Regions from separate parts of the Mus musculus genome. Here all the other regions are linked to region 1. Evidence: chromatin contacts called from public HiChIP or PLAC-seq, Micro-C and promoter capture Hi-C data. All regions are on one chromosome and are shown on one strand. The core of a region is the stretch at or near the end of the contact, and the rest is flanking DNA. Distances in the headings are between cores, read along the strand shown.

Region 1 (3,424 bases), core at 19-2,518:
AACAAAACCCAAAGTGATTGGCCTCACCTGTTTTTTTTTTTCATCTTGTGCCACAGGTTGGCACTCTGACAAAGAATCTCTTCCCGAAGTGTCTCTTCTCTCCCATGCGACCTTAGCAAACAGTAAATCAGAGGATCTATCTATGTCTTGGCTGGGTGAGCTTGGCTTTGAAGAGGCTGTGGGCATGGAGGTAATGCTTGCTGGTATCTTGAACAGATGTTCTGGGCTGCTTATAGTCTCGAAACTCTTCAGACTTCCAAGATGCCCTGCTGAGTGAATGGTAACTTTGGCAGCACATTTTGCTTCCATTAGCTAATCCAGTGGGTTGGGGAGACACCAAGGGAACAAGAGAAATCTGAGATCGCTGTCCTCAGCATCAGTCGCACGTGGTCAACTTCACCAGAGAATACTTCATGGCATCCTGACTGGATTCCAAGTTATCTCGACCTCTGAGCCTGGTGTTGCTGAACACAGTGCGGCATATTTATCTCTCTGTGTGGTTATTGATTGTATAACTTATCTTAAAAGGAAGGTCATCTTAGGCCACTTATCTCTTACACATTTTTTTCTTTTCTTTCCAGCAGGACTGGCCAATAAATTTGCTCACATGTGTGTTGATGTTAGTGGCCTTCCTAGGAAGGAACCCCATTCCCGTTTAAGGAGCTGTGTGAGAATAAACAGGATAAGTAGAAGGAGGTCAGTTGTCTGTCCCTAGGTACAGATCCTTAATCTGAAAAGCTCCAGGCAGCTGATTATCCAGGGCTACAAAGATCTATTTGCTAGTTGTGTGCCCCTCCCCGCCCCCATCTTTCATTTTTCCCTCTTGTCTTCTTGCTTCTCTCTTCTGTCCCTCTCTCCCTCTTTTCCACGACATGCCTTTTTCAGCGTGTCTCCTTGATTTTATCTTCACCTAGCTTTACAAGTGGATTGATAGTGTGCAGAATTAACCTGACCCCCTTTCTCTATTTGTAACATCATTCCAACAGGCGTTCAGTGTCTCTGGTGTTTTAGGTGGAGTTTTGTTCTGAATTAACGCAATTTGCTAGTTCAGCTCTCTCTCAGTCTCTGTCTGTCTGTCTGTCTGTCTGTCTGTCTTTCCCTTCTCCCCCCCTGCCTCCCTCCTTCCATCTCTCCTTCCCTCTGTCGTTTCCCTCCTCCCCTTTTCCTCCCCCTCCTTCCCTTTTCTGCCCTCCCACTTTTGCAAACCCACATCCAGAGAGCCTCCCTCCAAACGTACAAATACGCGTCCGGGGCGGGCTCAGGAGTTCAATGTCACGCTGGGCAGAAGTGGCACAGGCGAGCGGCGGGGCGCGCGCGGGTAGAGGCGGTCTGCGGCCAGCAGGGGGCAGCCGAGGGGCGGCGCTGGCGCGCGGGTGCCGAGCGGAGGAGCCTCGCCCCGCGCCCGCAGCCTCAGCCTCAGCCTCAGTACCAGGCGCGGCGGAGCCCGGAGCGCGGCAGAGCCGGCAGCGCAGCCACTGAGGGCAGCGGCGGCGGCGGGAGCCAGGCGCGCAGCGGAGCAGCGGGCGGGCGGGAAGCAGTAGCCGCCGCCGCCGCTGCCGCCGCGACGGGCAGCCGGCTCCGGCCCCTGCTCCTTGGCTTCGAGCCCCCGGCGAGTCTGGAGCCCGCGCCGTCGCCGGTCGCGTCCTCCGGGCATGGAAGGCGGCGGCAAACCCAACTCCGCGTCCAACAGCCGCGACGATGGCAACAGCGTCTTCCCCTCCAAGGCGCCCGCGACGGGGCCGGTGGCGGCCGACAAGCGCCTGGGGACCCCGCCGGGGGGCGGCGCGGCCGGGAAGGAACATGGCAACTCCGTGTGCTTCAAGGTGGACGGCGGCGGAGGAGAGGAGCCGGCGGGCAGCTTCGAGGATGCCGAGGGGCCCCGGCGGCAGTATGGTTTCATGCAGAGGCAGTTCACCTCCATGCTGCAGCCTGGGGTCAACAAATTCTCCCTCCGCATGTTTGGGAGCCAGAAGGCGGTGGAGAAGGAGCAGGAAAGGGTTAAAACTGCAGGCTTCTGGATTATCCATCCGTACAGTGACTTCAGGTGAGGACTCCCTGGAGCCGCCCCACCCTGCTCCCCCTGACGCGCCTTCCAGCATCCTATCCTGCCTCTGGGAAGGTGCGCCCCGGGGATTCACAGTGGGGGTGCGGGGCAGGCGGGGCGGCGATGCTGGAGGCTTCTACTTAGACTGGCCATACTCCACTCTTCCAACTAGTTTCCACCGACGACAGGTTTAGGGTAGGGAGTTTCTTCTCCCCGGAGCGCCAGGGAGGCTCTTCTCCTTTGCCTGGTGAACTTTGGGGACAGCAGAGGAGGGAAGAAGGCCACCGTGACCCGTGGACGGGAGGTTGTTAAGTTGCACTAGGGAAACTTTTAGTTTGGTAATGTTAGGACGAGACAGGTATCCTTGCTAAGAGCAGTTCCCCAAAGAAATGAAAAAAGATGCTTCTGGGATCCCGGAGATGAGGAAACTGGAGACAGTGACTCACAGGTCCTAGCTGTTCCTGCCACTCTCGCCCCTGGGAGTGTTAATCTGTTGTTCTTATGCTTATAGGCACCCCTGTCACCACTGAATTTCTCCAGATCAGTGGCTGGCAGGCACAGGAAGGGCACTTGCGCTTGGGTAGTCAGTCTCTGACTTGAGATTTTAGCGGAGCGGGCGCTGCCCCACTGGGCAAGAACTTGACTGGAAGCCTTGAGTTCCCGAAACAGAGGCAGGGGGGTCGTTTTCAAAGTCCCCTTCCTGAAATAGAGCGACACCCGCTCTTGACCTTGACTACAAATCCATTTCAGAAATGTCTTTCCAGTTTCCCAGCCTGGGAAGAAGGGCAGCAGAGCTGTCAGCAGGAGAAAATTAATATGAGTTTCCTGATCTTATTTGTGGCTCGAGTATTCATTTGGTTAATAAGCATGTTTAGAGACTGACAAATGAAGGTCGTGAAGCAGATCCTCTTATTACTGCGACACGCTCCTGAACACAGGCAGAGCTTCCTTCTAAAAATCCCAAACTAGTAACTAGAGGTGATATTCACTTGTTTATTTCATTCGTTCCAACTAGGGAAAGCGACAGCAGCAGCAGCAACAACAATAAAATAAACAACAACAACGAAAGGGGTCTATGTGCACACTGAGTGGATGCATAGGCTTCCGGTAAACTGCCAGCAAACATAGCAATAATAAAAAACAACATTACTTCCAGTAGCGTTTAGAAACTAACCGAAATTGCCCTTACCAGCATGCAAGGGAGGGAGCTGTCCACAGTTCTGAATCAACCTAACTGTGGAATATAGCCCAACAAAGCTTGAGTAGAAGACTGTCCATCTTCCCTGAGGTATTTATCGTCTCAAAAATCAGCAGTCTCTATTCCTTGTCACAGAGTGGATAGATTTTAGGAAAGATTTAATTTAAAAATGCTTATTTGGA
Region 2 (3,566 bases), core at 1,028-3,527, 660 kb after region 1:
GAGTTTAAGTCATAGTATTTCTCACTGGTAACCAATCTAATTTTTTATTCTATTAAGTCCTTAATAAAAGCACATAATGCAACAAATTAAACATTTTGATTATCACCTAGATGAATAGGATATAATTTATTGATGAAAACATTGACGCACAAATCAATGAACAGAATGTATATATATATATTTGTGTGTGTGTGTGTGTGTGTGTGTGTGTGTGTGTGTGTGTGTGTGTGTGTGTGTATGTGTGTGTGTGTGTGTATGTGTGTGTGGATTTGTTTGTGCGAGACGGAGTGTTAAAAATCTAGGCCAGATTCCAAACCTAGTTCCAAAGCAGAGACTGTGTCTTGTTCTGTTAGTTCAATGATCTTGTGACAAGTCAGCAGAAAGATTTGACTAACTGCCCATTTCTGTGTAGATATAACATGAACACAGAAATGCTGGTCATCAGAATGTGTAGCAACATTTGAGAGAATGATCTGAGTTTGTAGAAACTGAGCTGGCAACCCATTAGTGCTTCAGTGCTTGCTTGGTTTTAGAGCAACGCAGAGGGAGTTCCCCTGCTTGGGAGCTATGTACCCTGTTGTATTCCCTGGGGACCAACAGGAAACCTATGTGCAAGTTTTATACATAACAGAGCCCTAGTAAACAGGGACTTTTTAAAAATCCTATTTTAGCTCACAAGCATCATCTTTTGCTTTGATCACATTTGATTCTTTGCTTTTCTCTGCATAGCTAAGCCAGCTCTCAGGTCAAGGAAGGATGCTGTGGGGTGAAATTGGTTGGGAGAATGGAGATACCACAATGTGAGGAGGCATGGCTTCCTCCTATACATGATACATTCCTCAACAAATAATTTTCTATTATTTTCTTTTAAACATCTTAATGTCAAACACATGGAATGAAAACTTCCTCTGAACACATTAAATTCCAGGTTACCTACAGGTAGCAAATACAGTCTACCACCATGCTTCTCTAAGCAGCTTTCTGTAGGAATGGATTATTGCTGAAACCCATTCATTATATTGTTCTCAACTTTAAGAATATCTGTTGAAAATGACACAAGAGTAAAGGCAGATTTTCTTTCATTAATATAAATACATAAATTTTGACCTTCAGTAGAAGTAAATGATGATTATATACTTACAAATCTATAACAATTAATAGAATTATCTAGTATTGCAACTCTTACCTCTTATTTAATGTATAGATAATCTATCTAACCTCGTCTTATTCGAATAATTTTTTTCCTTGCCTAAAACCATATCAAATCCTAGGATATAGATTTTCAGCAGTCTTGTGGGAGCTTGGGGGAGAGGCATTTCTTTTATTTTGTAGTGTATGAACAAGAATTTTAGCCAGGTGTGGTGGCACATGCCTTTAATCCCAGCACTTGGGAGGCAGAGGCAGGCAAATTTCTGAGTTTGAGGCCAGCCTGGTCTACAGAGTGAGTTCCAGGATAGCCAGGGCTATACAGAGAAACCCTGTCTCGAAAAATCAAACAAACAAACAAACAAAAAAGAATTTTGTGCGTGAAAAAGAATGGGCTTAGTGATAGTTCACAAGAACATTTTATAAAGTAGGGAAATCAATCATTATTGGTTTAATAATAACAAATTGGTATACTGGTTACAAATATCTTCTTTCAGTCTATAGCTTTCATTTCAACTCTTTCAATTGTCTTTGGCAACATATTTTGGTGAGGAGGTCTACTAATATTACCCTTTAATATTAATAATACTTTAAGATGTATATTTATTTTACTTGTATGTATAAGAATTGCATGCCTGTAGGTATGCATTGTGTCACTTGGGCATCTAGTATCCACAGAAGCAGGAGGGTGGCAGTGTAGCTCCAGGAACTAGAGCTATTGATGGTCATGAGCCATCACATGGGAAACTGATCTAATCATATTTTAATTTTTAAAAATAAAGTTAAATTGTTTAAAACCAAGGGATGAAAATCAAAGTATGTACTGTTTTTTAACAAAAGCAAGGTAAATTTTTAGCATAAAGGATACAAAGTTGATCCAACATTGTTGCGAGCCGCTCGCCGCTCCGCTCACATGGACCGGGTACACCGGAGTGGCAGGCCGGGGCTGAAAGAGAGGAGAACTGGGCGGTTGAGAGAAAAATGGAGCTAAATCAAGATTCCTGATCAAAGCTCAAATGTGCTTATAAAGGGGGGGGGAGGGGAGGCCCATTCCTGCCAATTCTTTCTTGGAGCCTGGAACCAGCTGCAGGGTGTAGTCTCTGGAATAGCTCTTTGCCCTCTCAGCAGGTAGCAGTGTCTTGAAGGAGAACAGCAGCAGTGGCTGAACAATAGAGTCATCTAGGGATGAAGGCCCCACCCTAGGTAATCTCCTTTGTGGCAGCAAGGTCAAAGTCCAGATCAGCCAGCTTCAGGCTGGGGGGGTGGGGGTGGGGGTGGGGTTACACAACATTTTATTAAAACAAAGCAAAACAAAATAAAACTAAACTTTTTTTTTTCTTTCTGGCCACTAAATGGTCTAAATAACTCTCTTTCTGGACTAAATAACTATCCTAACGAAAGCCTTAGGTTTGATCCTATCCAGATAATTCATCCCTGTTCTTTAGTACCTATTGTCTCTCTTTGTGCTTCTAGAAGTCACACCATACCCGTGATCTGGAACCCAAGACACCGGTGCAAAACAGCCAGAGAAGGCAGGTACCACCCTGTGGATTTTAAATGCTGGCTACTACGGTGTGGCAAAAATTATTTGATTGTTTTAAACACTCAGATTCCCACTCTGATGAAGAAAATGATTGCTTTACAGAGGACATGTTAAACACTTTCTACTTAATAATTTGAGGGGCATGTTCTCTATCAATGAATTAGAATTTATATAAGAAGAACTAAGTATAAGCAAGTGATGTTCTGCTGCCCTACTTTACACAGTATTGATTATGACAAGTTGTTATGATCTAAAACTATATCATACATACAGGATTATTTGTGATCAAAAACCAGGATTCAAGTAATAGTTTTGCCAGTCATATTATCTATTTAAAATCATCATCGAGAAGAATGATTCAATAAACATCAGCATTTGAATAACAGAAAAATTAAGGAATACTAGAATATTAGTTGAATGGTTTAGATTTCTCTCTTTCTTCCTTTTCTTGCTACAATATGTAGCATTATCACTTGCTACAGTATGACCATTACTGCTTGCTATTTTTTTTCTATCCTACTTAGTTACTTATTCATTCTTTGATGTTATTTTAGATCTGTCTTCTTCTATTATAATTCTTATGTCTCAGAAGCCATCTTTCACAAAATATTATTTCCATCTGTCTCAGTCACTGTTCCATTGCTACGAAGAGACGCCATAAACAAAGAAACTCTTATAAAGGTTTAATTGGTGGCTGGTTTGCAGTTTCAACAGCTTAGTCCACAATCATCATGGAAGGGAATATGGTGGCAGGGAGCATGGGAACAAGTAGCCATTGTATTGGAGAAGTAGCTAAGAGCTCCATCCTGACCTGTAGGCCTAGAGAGAGAGAGACTTAACTTGGCATAGGCTATTGAAACATCAAAGCATACATTCT
Region 3 (3,317 bases), core at 742-3,241, 580 kb before region 1:
CTCCGTTCAAAATTGCCTTTGAGCTGCATCAAAGCCCTGACAATTGACTACTAAAATATGCATCTCTTCCCCCAAAGGAAAAGCCATCCACGCCAGCTTCATATAACTCTCCAAAATCTTTTCTACAACTAAATGTGAAAACCAAAATAACCACTCCTTTGCGGAGGAAAAAAGAAAAACGCCTGGGGAACTGGGAAGACCACGTGTTTATGTCAACCTTCAGGAAAATGGAAAAAAGAGACACGTTGGCAAAATAAGCACTGGTGGCGATCAAACTATTTTGTGACATCTTTTTATGTCTTTCACATATTTCACTCCATGCTCAATGTACCAATTTTGCACGGTGTCGCCTGTGTCAAATCCAGAACGCCTAAAGAGCAATCTACTACTGAAGCAGAACACTATGTGGAGTTCTGCTCATCCTCTGTTAGCTTAAGAAGAAAAAAAAAACTTCAAACATATTTATTTTCCCTCTTCTATATAAAATCGGGAGACAACTGGCGAGGAATGCAGCTAGATAGCAGTCCCAAGATTAAACAAACAAGCAAAAAAATACCCAAACACGGAAGACACCAGGAACAAAGGAAACACAAGCGTGTGAACAGGAAATGAAGCAACTCTATACACATAAATACCTTTTGGGGCCGCCAACGTAGGTGAAAGTAAAGGTGGAGTCTGAGTATCTGAAATCTGAAACGGAAAGTCGTGTTATAAGCCACCCCATGTGTTGTTTTTAACCCCAATTCTGTCTTGAACCTACACTTTTGTGTGAGCCTAGGAGGCCCGATGGGGAGGGAAGCAAAGGCTGGAGAGCTAGGGGCCGCCAGCAGGGTGGTGCAGGAGGGGATGCGGAGCACCCCGTGGGGTGCAGCGGGAGGCCGCCCCCCGCAACAAGTGCCGGGTGCCATGGCAACAGCGGGAAATTCCCAGCCAAGCAGCCGGAAGCAGCCCCTGGCAGGCTTCGGGCTGCGAAGCCCGAACTGCCCTCGGCCTTGGATGGGGGGGTGGGAGGACGGGGAGCAAAGATGGACGCAAAGCGACCCCCAGGTTGGGCCTGCGTAGCTCGGGAACCCCGGGAATCCATCCATCCCTTCCCCGGGGCGGTGTCCTGCGCGCTCGCCGAGGAGCGGGTGCAGCGGAGGGGGCGGGAGCTCGGCCCAGCGCTGCCTTCTCCCGGGGCCTCGGCGCCTGGCGGGAGCAGCGCAGCGCAGCGCAGCGCAGCCGGTCCCTTCCCGGCCGCCGCCGCTCGGCCGATGGCGCAAAGCCGCCGGGCTCTAGCCCGCCCCGCTCGGCCACGGCTGCCGAAGCCGGGAGGCAAAGCTCGGATGCTCTGGGCACCGCCAATGGCTGGAACCCAGCGCCCGGCCCCTGCACTCTGATCGCGCGGGTCCTGCCCCAGGAGCCGGAGACTGCCCTGGCCTGGTGGGGTTTTTTGGGGGGGAGGGGGGTGGCTCGTGCCCCCCTCCTCTTTGGGTTTCAGCTCACGCCGCTGCAGCTATTTCCAAATGCACCCGGAATGGGGACTTGCCGCCCCACACTCCCAAGCTACACGCGTCGCGGTCAGAAATCTGGGCAATGGGGGTAGACAGAGGGGAGGCTGACTCCTGGTCCCAGGATCCGAGAGGCAAGAACTCACCTGCAAACAGGCAGTCTTTCTCGGCTCTTGACTTCTGGATCACGACGTCGATATCCTTCTGAATTCTCTCTTGCCTTGAACACATCCCCATTAAATAAATCCCTGGAAAAGAAGCAGCCGCTATTTCCACTCCACCCCACCCCCCTCGCACGCTTCCAGCTTTCGTAAATATTCAGTTAAAAATGAAACCTCTGGCCGAGGCAGGGGCTGAAGGCGAAGTGGTTTCGGAAGTGATCCCGGGTGAGAGAGGAGGAGGAGGTGGAGGAGGAGGAGGAGGAGGAGGTCGGCTTTGCATTCCCAGATGTGACCGCCCAGCTGCTGCTCGCCGCTGCTGGATTCCAATTTCCTCCTGTTCTGACAATGGATGGTGATGACACGGAGTCTCACTTTCTCCCTCCCCCCCCACCCCCGCCCGGACTGACGGCCGTAGGAAAACGAGGGGCCCGAAGGGGGCCGGGGACCGCTGGAGAGCGATCGGCAGCTGTGGAGCGGCAGGCGCCGGAGAGGGGCGAGCCCCGCTCCGACTCACGCGCGCACACCCCTCGCGGCCCGCACGCCGGCCTTCCCACACCCGCGCACACTCGCGCCCGCGGGCGGCGGCCGTGCCCAGGCTGCTGCAGCGCCGCCCGCCAGCCGCAGACCCTCCCGCACCCGCCGCGGGTCACCGGGCCCGGCTGCGCGCCGCTGGGGCTTTAATAGTATCCGCCATCCGCGCAGGCTGGATTTCCCCACCCCCGACTGCCACTCGAGCCGGGAGCTGAGTGACAGTGTAGGTAGTGAAGACTCCCTGGAGCTCCCAGCCTCTCCCGCACCACCACCACCACCCCTCCTCTTTCCACCACTTTTATGAATTCGACTCCACTTTCAGAAGGAATTATGAGTCATATGGAAACCCAAGCCGGAGTGGCTGGGAGGAAGAAAGAGGGGGAAAAGAAAAAAAAATCTTTACGAATTAAAAATAAAGTGAACAAGTCTTTCCTTGTAATCACATCAGGCAAAGGGAGAAAGGCTGGAGATCACTCTAGGAGGACTCTCCCATTTCCTTATTGCCTTCTTTTTTGGTGGTGAGGTGATGGGGGTTCTTTTATTGTTTTGCTTTGCTTTTGCTTCTCAGGGTGGTTTGTTTGTTTGTTTGTTTGTCCCAGGTTTGAGAAGCTCTTTTGAAAATGAAGCCCTTTCTAGACTCCAAAGACTCTTGTTCTTCCTTTCCAGCTCTGTTCATAAGAAATTGGCCTGAGGGGACTCCCTAAGTCAGGGATACCTGGCTTGGGTCTTATTCAAAACCTCAGCCTTCTGTGGGCTGAGGCAAGGGAAAGTTTCTCCAGCCCTAATACCTTGCGCAACAAGGAAAACCATACTGTCCGCTCTCTATTGCCCTGCTTTAAGCTTATGATGGTTGGTCCACCTTTTCTGCCGCAAGGAACCTGAACCCGCTCCACCAAGCTCTTTTCTTTAGCATCGTTTCTGAGAAGTGTCCCCCAGGCAGACCATAGGTATATTGTTTTGCATTCTAAGACCAAGCAGTGTCTGGAATATAGGAGGTGTTATCAATCATGTTGTCCGGAACCTTTTAATCTTCCCGATAGGAATAGTGAGTAGGGGAAGCTTTTCCTGTGCTGGCAAGCCTGAGTCAGTACCCTGGAGCCTAGGGGCTGAACAGACACGCCCAGAAGAGTATTAG
Region 4 (3,106 bases), core at 591-3,090, 780 kb after region 1:
TAGAGAAAATTGGTTATTAGTTACGTAGTCATAAACATGTGATGAGCAGCATGTCTAAGATATATACATATTAAAACTGAGAATCTAAGAATCTGAGTTTCATGCTTTATCCATTATGTCTCAAATACAGTACACGAAAACTTCATTTTGCTCCCCACTGTAATTGACACGATTATTTAGTTAAAACTAAAGATGCTAAAATGAACAGCAACCACTCACCGGAATAAGATGAGAACTGATCAGTATTCCGTTTACTACCAGTCTAAAAGGTACATACAATTCTCATCACTGCCATTTTGTACAAGATGAACTTAATTTCATCTGAACAAGGTTAAGTTTTCTAAGCCACCAATGGAAAGTAGTCAAAAGTTCCTCTACCTTCCTAACACACTACTTTTCTTGTACACACAAGGAAGGGAAGTAATACAGACACTATAAGATTCAGTTTAGAACACATCTACAGCCATGATAGAATTAATTCAATAATTACTAAGACACCTTCTGGGTTATAGACATAAACGGATTACAAACACATTATCAGCTGGGGTGTAACTCAAAGACAGAGAGTATTCTAGTCCCTGAGTTCAACCTTCTGTACTACCACCCCATCAAAACCAAACAAAAACATACATTCTTTTTCACGTCCACACTGAACGAAAATTTCTGTTTACTGGGACCAAATCTTGACCCCTCAACCTACCAGATGTTGGGCCTGAAGGCAGCAACACTTACCGTGTGTCTTTTTCACTCTTCATTTATAAAATGAATCCATGATATGTACTCTGTTATTATGAGGATTAAGTAGGTGGCATTTAGAACATTTGGGAAAGGGATCGACACACAGTAGTAAATGCTAAGAAAATGTTAGTAACGCTGATAATATCTTATTTACCTTTCGACATTCTAGGGCCAAACAGTATTACAGTAATTCTCATCTTGATATTAAGGCAAAGTAAGAGAGGTTGATGTTTTACCCATGGTCACCCAGCTTTCGTGTGAAGCAGTCAAAAGACAACCGTCTCTTAGAAACTTTTGGCTGCTCAGACACAAAACCTGATCAAAGCATGGAAACGTGATGAGCTTCGGGTGAGACTAAACTTTAACAAGTAGTCCTTAGGAGGGCAGGCCGCCTGAAACTTGGTCCGTAAGTCCTAACTCAGTGAGTGCTACTGAACCTGCAGGAAAGCTTGGCCGACGGCGTCCCCACTTCCCCCGTTCAGGGTGGGAGTTCCAAGCTCACCGAGAGCGGCAGTGCTCAGGACAGGGTTGAGTGGAGCGAGCAGGTTCACGAGCGTCCTCACTACCTGGTCCAGGATGGAGGAGGCGAGGGCCTGGCGACGATCGAAGAGGGAGCGGGGCCGGCGGCGCCGCACGTAGACCTGCTCCTGCAAGATGCAGTCGCACACGGCGGCGCGCAGGGCGGCGAGGTCGAGCGAGGGCGGCGGCGGCGACAGCGCCGGGGCGGGCGGCAGGCCCGAGACAAACACGGTCTTGGTGAAGCTCTGGTACCAGCGGTCGGCGTTCAAGGCGGAGATCTGCGGATGCACCACGTACTTCTTGAACTGCATCTTGGTGAGAATCCGTATCTTCTCGTCCACCGAGGGGGCCGCGTGCACCGTCGCCTGCCAGCGCTGCACCCGCCGCTGCCGCGCCGCTTTGCTGTCGGCGGTCATGGAAGCCACGATCGGCGGGTACCGCGCGACGGGCGTCGCCACGACCTCCAGGTCTCTCACCTCCGGGGCCGTAGCGGACGCCTTAGCAGCGGCATTCTGGGACAATCCCCGGCCGCGGGGCACCAGCTTCCAATACCTGGCCGCCGCCATTTTCGCCCGCCGCGACCCGGAACTTGAGGTCAACTGGCAGGAATTGTTCCTCTTCGCTTGCCGTAGGGACCAATCGCTTCTTGGAGGCGGGTGCTCTGAGTGTCTGTGGTGCGTTGTGTCATCCAGTTTGCAACCAATCAGTATGCTCCTTGAAGTTTGTTGTATTCTTTTTGAGTATTTGTCTGCGATAAAAATTCGCTTACCCCAGATATTTTCCCACCGGTTATGCTCTGAAGAATGAAACAATTAAAGTCCTTGCTCGTAGGATGTTTTAGGAACTCGCACTTTTTTTCACACGCAAACATTCAGAAATATCCTCCAGCCGGGCGGTGGTGGCGCACGCCTTTAATCCCAGCATTTGGGAGGCAGAGGCAGGTGTATTTCTGAGTTCGAGACCAGGCTGGTCTACAGAGTGAGTTCCAGGACAGCCAGGGCTATACAGAGAAACCCTGTCTCCAAAACAAAACAAAACAAACAAACAAACAAAGAAATATCTTCCAAAGAGAAACTTAAAATCCATACAGTTCTGACGTCATTTGTGTACCTCATATAGTCTGTTACCCTCCATCACCTTTAGAACTAGAATTTTATGAAATACAACATGTCTTTACTTATTCTTGCTAATTATAAAAATTATATCAGCATCACTTACCTGTGAACGCGACTAAACTTTAGGAAAACTATTTCATACATTCTTCAGTGCTAATGAGGTAATATAATTTATTTTGAAACGGGGAAATGTGTTTTTAGTTGAATATACAAGACGTCGGGGAATACATGAAATAAATCATACTAAGCAATTTGTTTGAATTTTGCTGTGTATTAAACTCTTTACTAGTTTGAAATGAACTGATTCTTTACAATAAACTTAATAAAGAAGCTATTACTTTATTTTTCAGCCTAATATGATTCAAATCTTTTCAGTTGCATGCAAGGAAGCAGACATAAAGCCAAAAGCTACCCACTGTCTTAGGGGCAGAGGTGGTACTAGGTCCCAGGTTGTCTGCTACTCAAGCTGTTTCATTTAATGGATATTTATGAGTGCGCCCTATGTGTTACGGTGCTAAATGTCTTCTTACTTAGTGAGCCAAAGAGACCTTGCATTCTTTTTGTTTTGTTTTGTTTTGTTTGTTTTTCGAGACAGGGTTTCTCTGTATAGCCCTGGCTATCCTGGAATTCACTCTGTAGACCAGGCTGGCCTCGAACTCAGAAATACACCTGCCTCTGCCTCCCAAGGGCTGGGATTAAAGGCGTGCACCACCACGCCCGGCTGAGACCTTGCA

What was found. Promoter capture Hi-C pulls out the DNA fragments that hold promoters and counts their contacts. A called contact is a pair of places that touch in the nucleus more often than the background predicts. HiChIP or PLAC-seq counts read pairs in DNA pulled down with a chosen protein or histone mark.
Region 2: a contact with region 1 is called in an H3K27ac HiChIP or PLAC-seq map of embryonic stem cells, with 5 times the contacts expected there. The contact joins the enhancer-like site here to the promoter of Hcn1 in region 1. A contact is called at or near these places in 12 of 39 promoter capture datasets (the 3T3-L1 cell line, 3T3-L1-derived adipocytes, the HPC-7 cell line and 8 more), 2 of 484 Hi-C or Micro-C datasets (both in embryonic stem cells) and 7 of 115 datasets of contacts at active chromatin or transcription factors (embryonic stem cells and stem cell-derived neural progenitor cells).
Region 3: a Micro-C map of embryonic stem cells shows a contact between it and region 1, with 4 times the contacts expected there. The contact joins the promoter of Parp8 here to the promoter of Hcn1 in region 1. A contact is called at or near these places in 2 of 484 Hi-C or Micro-C datasets (both in embryonic stem cells) and 1 of 115 datasets of contacts at active chromatin or transcription factors (embryonic midbrain).
Region 4: a promoter capture Hi-C map of neural stem cells shows a contact between it and region 1. The contact joins the promoter of Mrps30 here to the promoter of Hcn1 in region 1. A contact is called at or near these places in 15 of 39 promoter capture datasets (cranial neural crest, embryonic stem cells, frontonasal cranial neural crest and 7 more), 3 of 484 Hi-C or Micro-C datasets (cerebral cortex, palatal mesenchyme and pre-B cells), 14 of 115 datasets of contacts at active chromatin or transcription factors (astrocytes, bone marrow-derived macrophages, craniofacial prominence and 6 more) and 1 of 9 other capture datasets (embryonic stem cells).

What each region holds. Positions count from the first base shown.
Region 1 is chr13:117,601,052-117,604,475 of GRCm38.p6, forward strand. It overlaps Hcn1 (hyperpolarization activated cyclic nucleotide gated potassium channel 1), which reads left to right and starts at 1,269. Exons shown (of 8, transcript NM_010408.3): 1 at 1,269-2,044. The coding sequence starts at 1,653.
Region 2 is chr13:118,263,699-118,267,264 of GRCm38.p6, forward strand. No RefSeq gene overlaps it. Among named protein-coding and RNA genes, the nearest start is that of Mrps30, 120 kb to the right of the region's middle. Within about 2 kb of position 2,278, at least 8 of the 459 cell types and tissues checked have an H3K27ac peak or open chromatin away from gene starts, as enhancers often do. A contact at or near this core is called in embryonic stem cells, where this site is marked.
Region 3 is chr13:117,023,540-117,026,856 of GRCm38.p6, forward strand. Parp8 (poly (ADP-ribose) polymerase family, member 8) reads right to left here and starts at 1,992. Exons shown (of 27, transcript NM_001081009.2): 1 at 1,826-1,992; 2 at 1,637-1,738; 3 at 636-690. The coding sequence starts at 1,727.
Region 4 is chr13:118,385,412-118,388,517 of GRCm38.p6, forward strand. It overlaps Mrps30 (mitochondrial ribosomal protein S30), which reads right to left and starts at 1,841. Exons shown (of 5, transcript NM_021556.3): 1 at 1,241-1,841. The coding sequence starts at 1,823.